Regions from separate parts of the Mus musculus genome. Here region 2 is linked to region 1. A link is a contact called in public HiChIP or PLAC-seq data. All regions are on one chromosome and are shown on one strand. The core of a region is the stretch at or near the end of the contact, and the rest is flanking DNA. Distances in the headings are between cores, read along the strand shown. Region 1 holds the start of Ugcg (UDP-glucose ceramide glucosyltransferase). Region 2 has its middle 14 kb from the start of Gm35578.

Region 1 (3,992 bases), core at 1,212-3,711:
CATTTGTTACAATCAATGAAGCAGCACATCGTTACCACCCAAAGTCACACTTAGTACTAACATTCACTCTTGGTGTACTTTCCCATCCATGACAAGTGTATGTCATCGACCACGTGGATCATACACAACAATTGGCAATCGCTGGAATCTTTTGTTTTTTACTTTGCCATTCTCAGAGTATCAATGTTGACATTATAAAGTATGTTGACTTTTTAGATTGGTGAATGAGAAATTTCTTTAAAGATGATATTTTCCTTGTGCTGGAGGGATGGCTCAACGGTTAAGGGCACTGGCTGATCTTCCAAACCTGTGCAAAGCAAGATCTACTTGGTACTCACAACCATCTGTAACTCTAGTTCTGGGGAAATCAGATGGGGGAATCAGACGCCCTCTTCTGTTCTCCATGGATACTGCATGTCCGTCCTACCAGGGTCTTTTTGAAAGATTAACAAGTGCTCTAATAGCTGAGCCAGCCATCTTTCCAGCCCCTAGAGCTCTGGTTGGAAAGCCAGGTTTGAGCAGACTAAATTTAACCAGATGAAGTGCAACAAAGTTGATCATTATTCACTTATACCCAGTTACACCAACTTTCTTTGTCCTTTCTGTGTTACCCACCATACTGCATGGAATCCTTTGCTGTAAAGGTCTAGGAAAGATTTGGAAAAAATGAAAAATGCTACAAAATGCTCAAATTGAGAAATTCATATCCTTGACCAAGTTCAAGGAAGTATTGAGAACACACAGCATTGTTTTGTATATGACTAGCAAACACATTTTAAGAAAAAGAAACCTGGCCTATTATTTTTATTTGTAAGATGTCACTGAGTGTGAGATGCATTTCCATTTTGGATTCTTGAAAATAATGGATTATTGAAAATGTGTTAAGAATGCTTTAAAAGTGGGCCTTAGAATTGATTAATCACAATCGTGGCATTTAAAACCCTGTGCTATTATTTCTATGTATGGATTCCATCCTGCTGTAACTCTATTAACCAGTAACTCTCAACAACTGGAAATTAATTTCGAAGCATGGTTCTTTCCCACTGATTTTTCACCAGTAGAACAAAGGACACTGCAAACCTTAAGGATTTTTTTTTTTTCCTTTTTCTTTTTTCGAGACAGAGTTTCTCTGTGTAGCCCTGGCTGTCCTGGAACTCTGTAGACCAGGCTGGCCTCGAACTCAGAAATCTGCCTGTCTCTGCTTCCCAAGTGCTGGGATTAAAGGTGTATGTCACCACTGCCCGTCATTTTTGGATTATTTTTTAAAAGTAACTTGAATAATAAACAGTTTAAACACAGAACAATTGTAAACAATATAGATGTATCCAGGCTGAAGAAACAAATGGAAACATTTACTACTAGCTTCTCCCAGTTGCGACTTAAAGTTAGAATACTCTTGTTTTTCCACCACAGGGATTCATTGAATTTGCCCAGCCTGGCCTGGAACCTGTGTGTTCAAGTTCAGGTAATTCTCCTGCTTCAGTCCCAGAAGTAACTGGGCTACATACAGGCTTCTCACACAGCCTAGCCTTCATTTCCCCATTTTCAGTATCGTGCACATGCATAATTAAACGTTTTAGTAATAGCAACATTTAACAGCTTTTTAAAAATGGAGTAACGTAATTTAACCCAGTATGACTAAAATCTATCATCCCAGCAAATAATACAAGATTTATGAATGAGATGGTTTGTCAGCGGTGTACTGGCAACACTTAACAGCCTAGCACTGCTCGAACTAGCTACATTTCCATAACTCTCTTGGCTACATCTTAGCCAAATTACACTCAGCTGCCCTAGAGAACGCACAATCTTGCGCGAATTCAGCATCAAGCGATTCTTCCAATTCTGAGTTTGGGGATTCCTTAAATAACACAGTCTCTTGGCTCCTCCGGATTTGGCCAAGATAAAGTGTAGAGGCGGCGCGTGCTGCTTAGAGACAGTGCAGGGGGGGGGGGGACCGCGGGCGCGGGCGGCGGCAGCGGTTGGTAGCTGCCGGGCGGCGAGCACGCGGGGGCAGCTCCACCCGTGGGCGCGCGGGCCGGCACCGAGGCGCGAGGGCGCCGCCCCGGGGGCGGGGGCACGGGCACCGGGCTCCAGAGGGCGGGGCAGGGCGGACCGCATCGTGCCGGGATTCGGACGCCGGCAGAGAGCACGGACCAGAACGCAGAGCCGCGGCGAGCGAAAGGGACGACGGCGACGGCGGCGGCGGCGGCGGCGGCGGCGGCGGCGGCAGCGGCAGCCCAAGGGTCTGGACCACGGGAGCCCGAGCGCGCGGCAACGGCCGCCTAGAGCGCGCAGCGCGGTCAGCCTGCGCTCGCAGCACACCAGCGCGCGCACGCTAAGGGGTGCGCGGTGCCGAGCGCGCGCCGAGTGGCCGGGGGCGCGCAGGCCCTGCCCGCCCCTTCCGTCCTCACGCCCGCCGCCCCGCCGGCCCTTCCTCTCCCACCTTCCACTCGCGGCCCGCGCCCCGCACCCGGCGGCCCCCGCGTCCTCCTCCCGCGGCAGCGCTGTCCGCGGCGGCCGGAGCGGGCCGGGCCGGGCCAGCGGGCCGGGGGATGGCGCTGCTGGACCTGGCCCAGGAGGGAATGGCCTTGTTCGGCTTCGTGCTCTTCGTGGTGCTGTGGCTGATGCATTTCATGTCCATCATCTACACGTGAGTTGGAGGGTCGGGGCCTCGGGGACGAGCTGGACTGGCAGGCGTGTGTGCGGTGGAGGGTAGCGTTTTGCGGGGATAGAGAAAGCTGATCCCCAAACGGCCCCCTAAATCGGTCTCCTTGGGGCGGTGCGACGCGGGGTCCTGGAAAGGGAATCGCGCTGGAGTCGCGACCCGACTCCTGGGTTGCAGGCGACTACCGAGCTCTAGGAGAGGAGCCTGCTTCTCTGTCTGGTGGAGGGTTGTCTACTTGGTTTGATTGTGTAGGAGATTCGTGTGATTTTTCTTCCCATCTGGGCGAGGATGTATGGTGTATTGTGAGGTTTTCCGCTCCCTCCGCGCCGGCCACGTCTCTATTATGGAGATGGTCCTTTACACTCTTCCGGGAGCTGATCACCACCACCCCAGGCTTCCCAGTGGATTACCTCCTTCCTAGAAGAGCTATGTGTTTAGCTAGGTGTGTAGCACCTGCCCGCCTTGAAGAAGGTCCGTCTCCGAGCCAGTGTTATAAAGCATCGAGTCCTGTCAGCGTGGCATTTCAGTATCATGTCTTTATTTATCTTTTTTCCAAGTCTTTATGTATTGGCTTGTTTGGAGTTACATCCTTAATCTGTTTTCCACACACATCTCTTCATTTGGCAGGTACCTCCTAAGGCCTACTAGATACCACCTGGAGTTGGGCTGGGGACATAGGTGAGAAAGCAGGACAAAACTCCTGCCCTCATGAAGCTTACATTCTAGAAGGATGAAACATGATAAAAATCTAAATAAGGTTATTCCCTATAAAGCTCATGACTAAAACAGAACAGAGTGAAGGGGCGGAGAGAGACATGACATAGGTGGCTGAGTTTTGATCCATCAATGAAATGTCTTTAAAATGAAGCCTGTTTAAATGTGTAGAGATGAACTCACTTGGCATTTTAGCCTGAAAGAGGAGGGAGGAAATTTATTTTTATTTATTTATTTATTTATTTTAAACTACCAGATAGGGATAGGCTAGAATAGGCTGTATGTTAATGAAAAACAGGGAAGGACGTTAGGCAGTTACTTTTTTTTTCCACTATAGAAAACATGTGCTTTTCTCCGATTGGTGTGCCATTTCCTGACGCCGAGAAAGACAACACCTGTATAAGATAAGCAGACAGGGTTTTGTGGGGTTTTTTTTGAAAGTGAAAGAAAACATACCCCGTTTGGAATTTAGAAATGTAAGCAGTATTCATTTTAACTACATGGGCTCTTTAAAAAGCAATAGTTATTTTATCAGGAATTTAGACAGTACAGAAAGGAATAAAGAAGATAGTTATAACATACTAAAACGTTACCTTGTTAACCATTTTTG
Region 2 (3,666 bases), core at 54-2,553, 110 kb after region 1:
TTCCTGGAATGCTGGGAATTGTAGTTCTGGAAAATAACAAGGCCTCATGGGAAAATATGGTGGCCTATAGGTTTGTCCTTATAAACCCCTGCAATATGTGGTTTGAGACCATTCCAGCTGGAAAATTCTGTGGAATGGTCTTGACCAAAGTTTAGTTCTTGATCAGTATTTAATATTTAATAAAGCTTGCCTTAAGTTTGGCCCAAAATGATGGAGTCTGTTTTCCTGGAGAATTGCAGAATTAACAATGCATGTACAGGATAACGGACAAAAGGGGGGGTATGGTAGAGGATACCGAGCTGTAGCCTTCCTATACTAGCTTACCCCTTGCTCTAAGAGAAATGTCTTATATGGATTTTTATGGGTGACTATGTGGGTCCCATGCAGGTGATTGACTCAAGCCCAATGTGGGTTTTAAGTAGCTTCTTCAGAAGTATGGGCTCTGTACGGCTTATCTTATTCACATGGGTAGGCAAGAGCTGCAGGCCAGTGGATCTGAAGACATAAAGAATCCAAGCTGTGTATAAAGGGCCACATGTCTGGGTTTTTTGGTGGTCAGAAATTCTGACAAACAGATTCTCCTTCTAGATGACCTTCTACCTAAACTACGCAAAGCTTGATTCATCTTCCCCCACCATTTGTTAAGGTGTTTATGAGTGATTTAGGCGGACGACCTGATTATTAGTGACTGCCTTAGGAGCTACCAGCAAGAGACCCGGGTGGATCAGAAACTCACATGTAGCAGCTTTCCAACCACAATGATTAAAACCAGAAACCCAGTAGATAAATGAAACATTGCCTCTTTACCTCTCCATGGAGGTGCCCCACTGTGGCTGCTCTGAATGTCCGACTCCCTCCTTGAAGATTGCTCTCCTAGTCTGGAGTACCCCCTGCCTTTCTTTTTCGCTGTTCTATGAGTGAAATCTTCTGAACTATCCTCCCTAAGTTGTATCTTTTTGGAAAATAGATACAAGCAATTTGCCACATGCTCTTAGTTTGTAGAAGAAATGTCTAACCAGCCACATTTTAATGGAATACATTTTATGTCCATATATGTTCTCGCCATATACAGAGAAACAGAGACAGGTTTTTTGAGGCTATAATGCTGGTGCCCATTTGTGGCTCATAGAGAAGTTCTGAAGGCAATTAATTACTAAAAAGGGGATCTCTCAAGATCTTTTGCAGTAGTGCTTAGTCTTTCCAAGTGACTACTTAAACGACAAATACAACTTAAGTGGATATCTAGCGTGCCTGAAGACAATGTTTCATTAGTCATAATGCCCCACTTCCTTTCTGTCCTCTTGCTGACCATTGAGCCCAGGTTCCTCCTTACCCAGGCCAGGCAAGCATTCCACCACTGAACTTGGGCCTGGCCACATGTTCTGTCTTTAAATGTTCTTTTGAAAGGTTTGATAAGCAACTGTCTCCTCCCCTTTCCTACCTCCCAGCACTGAGGCAATCCAATGAATCACCATATTGCTTCTGCATTCCTAATATCTCCCCTATTTCCTCTCTTGGCCCTCGATTTCAGTCTTTAACACCCCCTTTCTTTGTGCTTTTGTTCATACTCTTATGTGAACCCACACATTAATACACACTGCCTCTGGTTTCCCTTAGAGTCTCAGACAGGCTAACCTCTACCAGTCCCTCAGTGTCAGCTCCGACCCTGCCTACGGTGGTCTCCAGCTGTGAATCTCTCCATCATACTTTGTGTTATTCTACCCCACCCACAGGGTAATAATCCCATCCCTGGAGAGGGAGGATGAGATGCAGATTGACTAATGTAAAATAAAGATTAGACTGATTTCCCAGTCACAAGGAGTCATAATGAAAGTAAATGACATCATCGGTTTGTTTTGATCAGTTACAGGGCCAATTTGCTAAGGATGAGTGTAAAATTAACAAACAAAACAAACCCCAAACAGCTGACTTTTAAACTTTCAGTCTAACTGGGAACTGTCCTGGGAGACAGCACGGTAGTACATGTGTGTGGTCAGGAGGCCATAGCAGGACGGTTGTGAGTCTGAGGCTAGCTTGGGCTACGTGGCAAATTCCAGGGCAAGCTGAGCTTAGTAGTGACATGGAAGCCCCTGGTGCCACCAGTGAATGAGAGACACACATCTGGTCTTCATTAGGGTGTAAGAAAAGGAGCACCAAAGGGAGGTAGGTGGTCAACTGTCTGCCATCAATTCCAAACAAGAACGTCAGGCTAGGCATGCATGCCTTTAATCCCAGCACTCAGGAGGCAAAGGCAAGCAGATCTCTGTAAGTTTCAGCCAGCCTGGTCTACAAAGAGATTTGCAGGACAGCCAGGGCTACACAGAGAAACCCTGTCTCAAAAAAAAAAAAAAGAAAGAAAGAAAGAAAGGAAGGAAGGAAGGAAGGAAGGAAGGAAGGAAGGAGAGAAGGAAGGAAGGAAGGAAGGAAGAAAGAAAGAAAGAAAGAAAGAAAGAAAGAAAGAAAGAAAGAAAGAAAGAAAGAAAGAGAGAAAGAAAGAGACAGGAAAAGAAAGAGAGAGAGAGAGAGAGAAAGAAAGAAAGAAAGAAAGAAAGAAAGAAAGAAAGAAAGAAAGAAAGAAAGAGAGAAAGAGAGAAAGAAAAAGGAGAGTATGAAGACATAAAAGAAAAGAACCAGGTATCTGGTAGCAGAAAGGGTGGAGAAACCCCTGTGTGACTCAGGGTAAAAAACCAGCAGCTGTTCTTTGTGGCACCTTGTTTAGGGGCTCATCTCTCACCTCTATTCTATACCCTCCCAACCCCCGTTCTCACAGTTGTCACATCACTTTGCTTTCATTGATACAAGAAAGAGACAGATGAAGCCAAAGCTCCAGGTCACAATGTTTTCTGTCCTCTAGCAAAACTCAGAGATGGGACTTCTGTCAAACTAAAGTTTTTACACACAAACCAACAAAATGATAAGGACAATCCAGGGATGGGAGGAAATAGTCAAAAACCATAAGCCCAATAGAGTTTACTATTCAAAGTCTGTATAAGGAACTCAACAACAGGGGATCTGGTTGTTCTTCAGACACACACACAAACACAGACAGTCAGACAGACAGATACAGAGACAGTCAAACAGACAGACAGACACCCAAAACCCTCAGATGTAGAGAAAGGAGAAGCCTTGGCCAGGTATGGTAACCCTTGCTTGCATTCCTGGCACTTTGGAGGCCATGGCAGCAGGATTCTAATGAACTCTATGCCATCATAGGCTAGGGCAAGAACCTGTCTACAAAAGGAAGAGATATGTTGTTCACAGATGCTGAGAAGGTGAGTTAGTAAAGAAATGCAATATGGACATTTCCCTAAACACTAAACAGAATTTCAGTATGACCCAGCCTACTTCTTATGTTTATAGTCAAAGGGAATCAAATCATGATGTCAAGGAGATCTCTCCATTTCCAGGGTCTTTGCAACATTATCCACAGAAGGTGGGACACGGAGGCAACTTGAATCCCCATCAACAGAGAGATGGATGAGGGACATGTGAGACACGCGCGAGGATGTCATGTAGCCTTAGGGAGATCCTACCATCCACCCTGACGAGCCTCGGGACACTGCACTGCATGAAACAAGCCAACAGGGAATGAGACATACTGCACAGTTACCACTTCTGTTGCGCTCACAGAAACAAACGAGAAAGGTGGGGTTCTGAGGGCATGAG

The links. HiChIP or PLAC-seq counts read pairs in DNA pulled down with a chosen protein or histone mark.
Region 2: a contact with region 1 is called in an H3K4me3 HiChIP or PLAC-seq map of bone marrow-derived macrophages, with 2.1 times the contacts expected there. The contact joins the enhancer-like site here to the promoter of Ugcg in region 1. A contact is called at or near these places in 7 of 39 promoter capture datasets (the HPC-7 cell line, the SN4741 cell line, hematopoietic stem and progenitor cells and 2 more), 4 of 484 Hi-C or Micro-C datasets (the C2C12 cell line, CD4 T cells, the HPC-7 cell line and 1 more), 6 of 115 datasets of contacts at active chromatin or transcription factors (the HPC-7 cell line, bone marrow-derived macrophages, embryonic limb bud and 3 more) and 4 of 9 other capture datasets (adipose tissue, liver, macrophages and 1 more).

The regions. Positions count from the first base shown.
Region 1 is chr4:59,187,089-59,191,080 of GRCm38.p6, forward strand. It overlaps Ugcg (UDP-glucose ceramide glucosyltransferase), which reads left to right and starts at 2,462. Exons shown (of 9, transcript NM_011673.3): 1 at 2,462-2,653. The coding sequence starts at 2,556.
Region 2 is chr4:59,293,473-59,297,138 of GRCm38.p6, forward strand. No RefSeq gene overlaps it. Among named protein-coding and RNA genes, the nearest start is that of Gm35578, 14 kb to the left of the region's middle. Within about 2 kb of position 1,304, at least 22 of the 459 cell types and tissues checked have an H3K27ac peak or open chromatin away from gene starts, as enhancers often do. A contact at or near this core is called in the C2C12 cell line and bone marrow-derived macrophages, where this site is marked.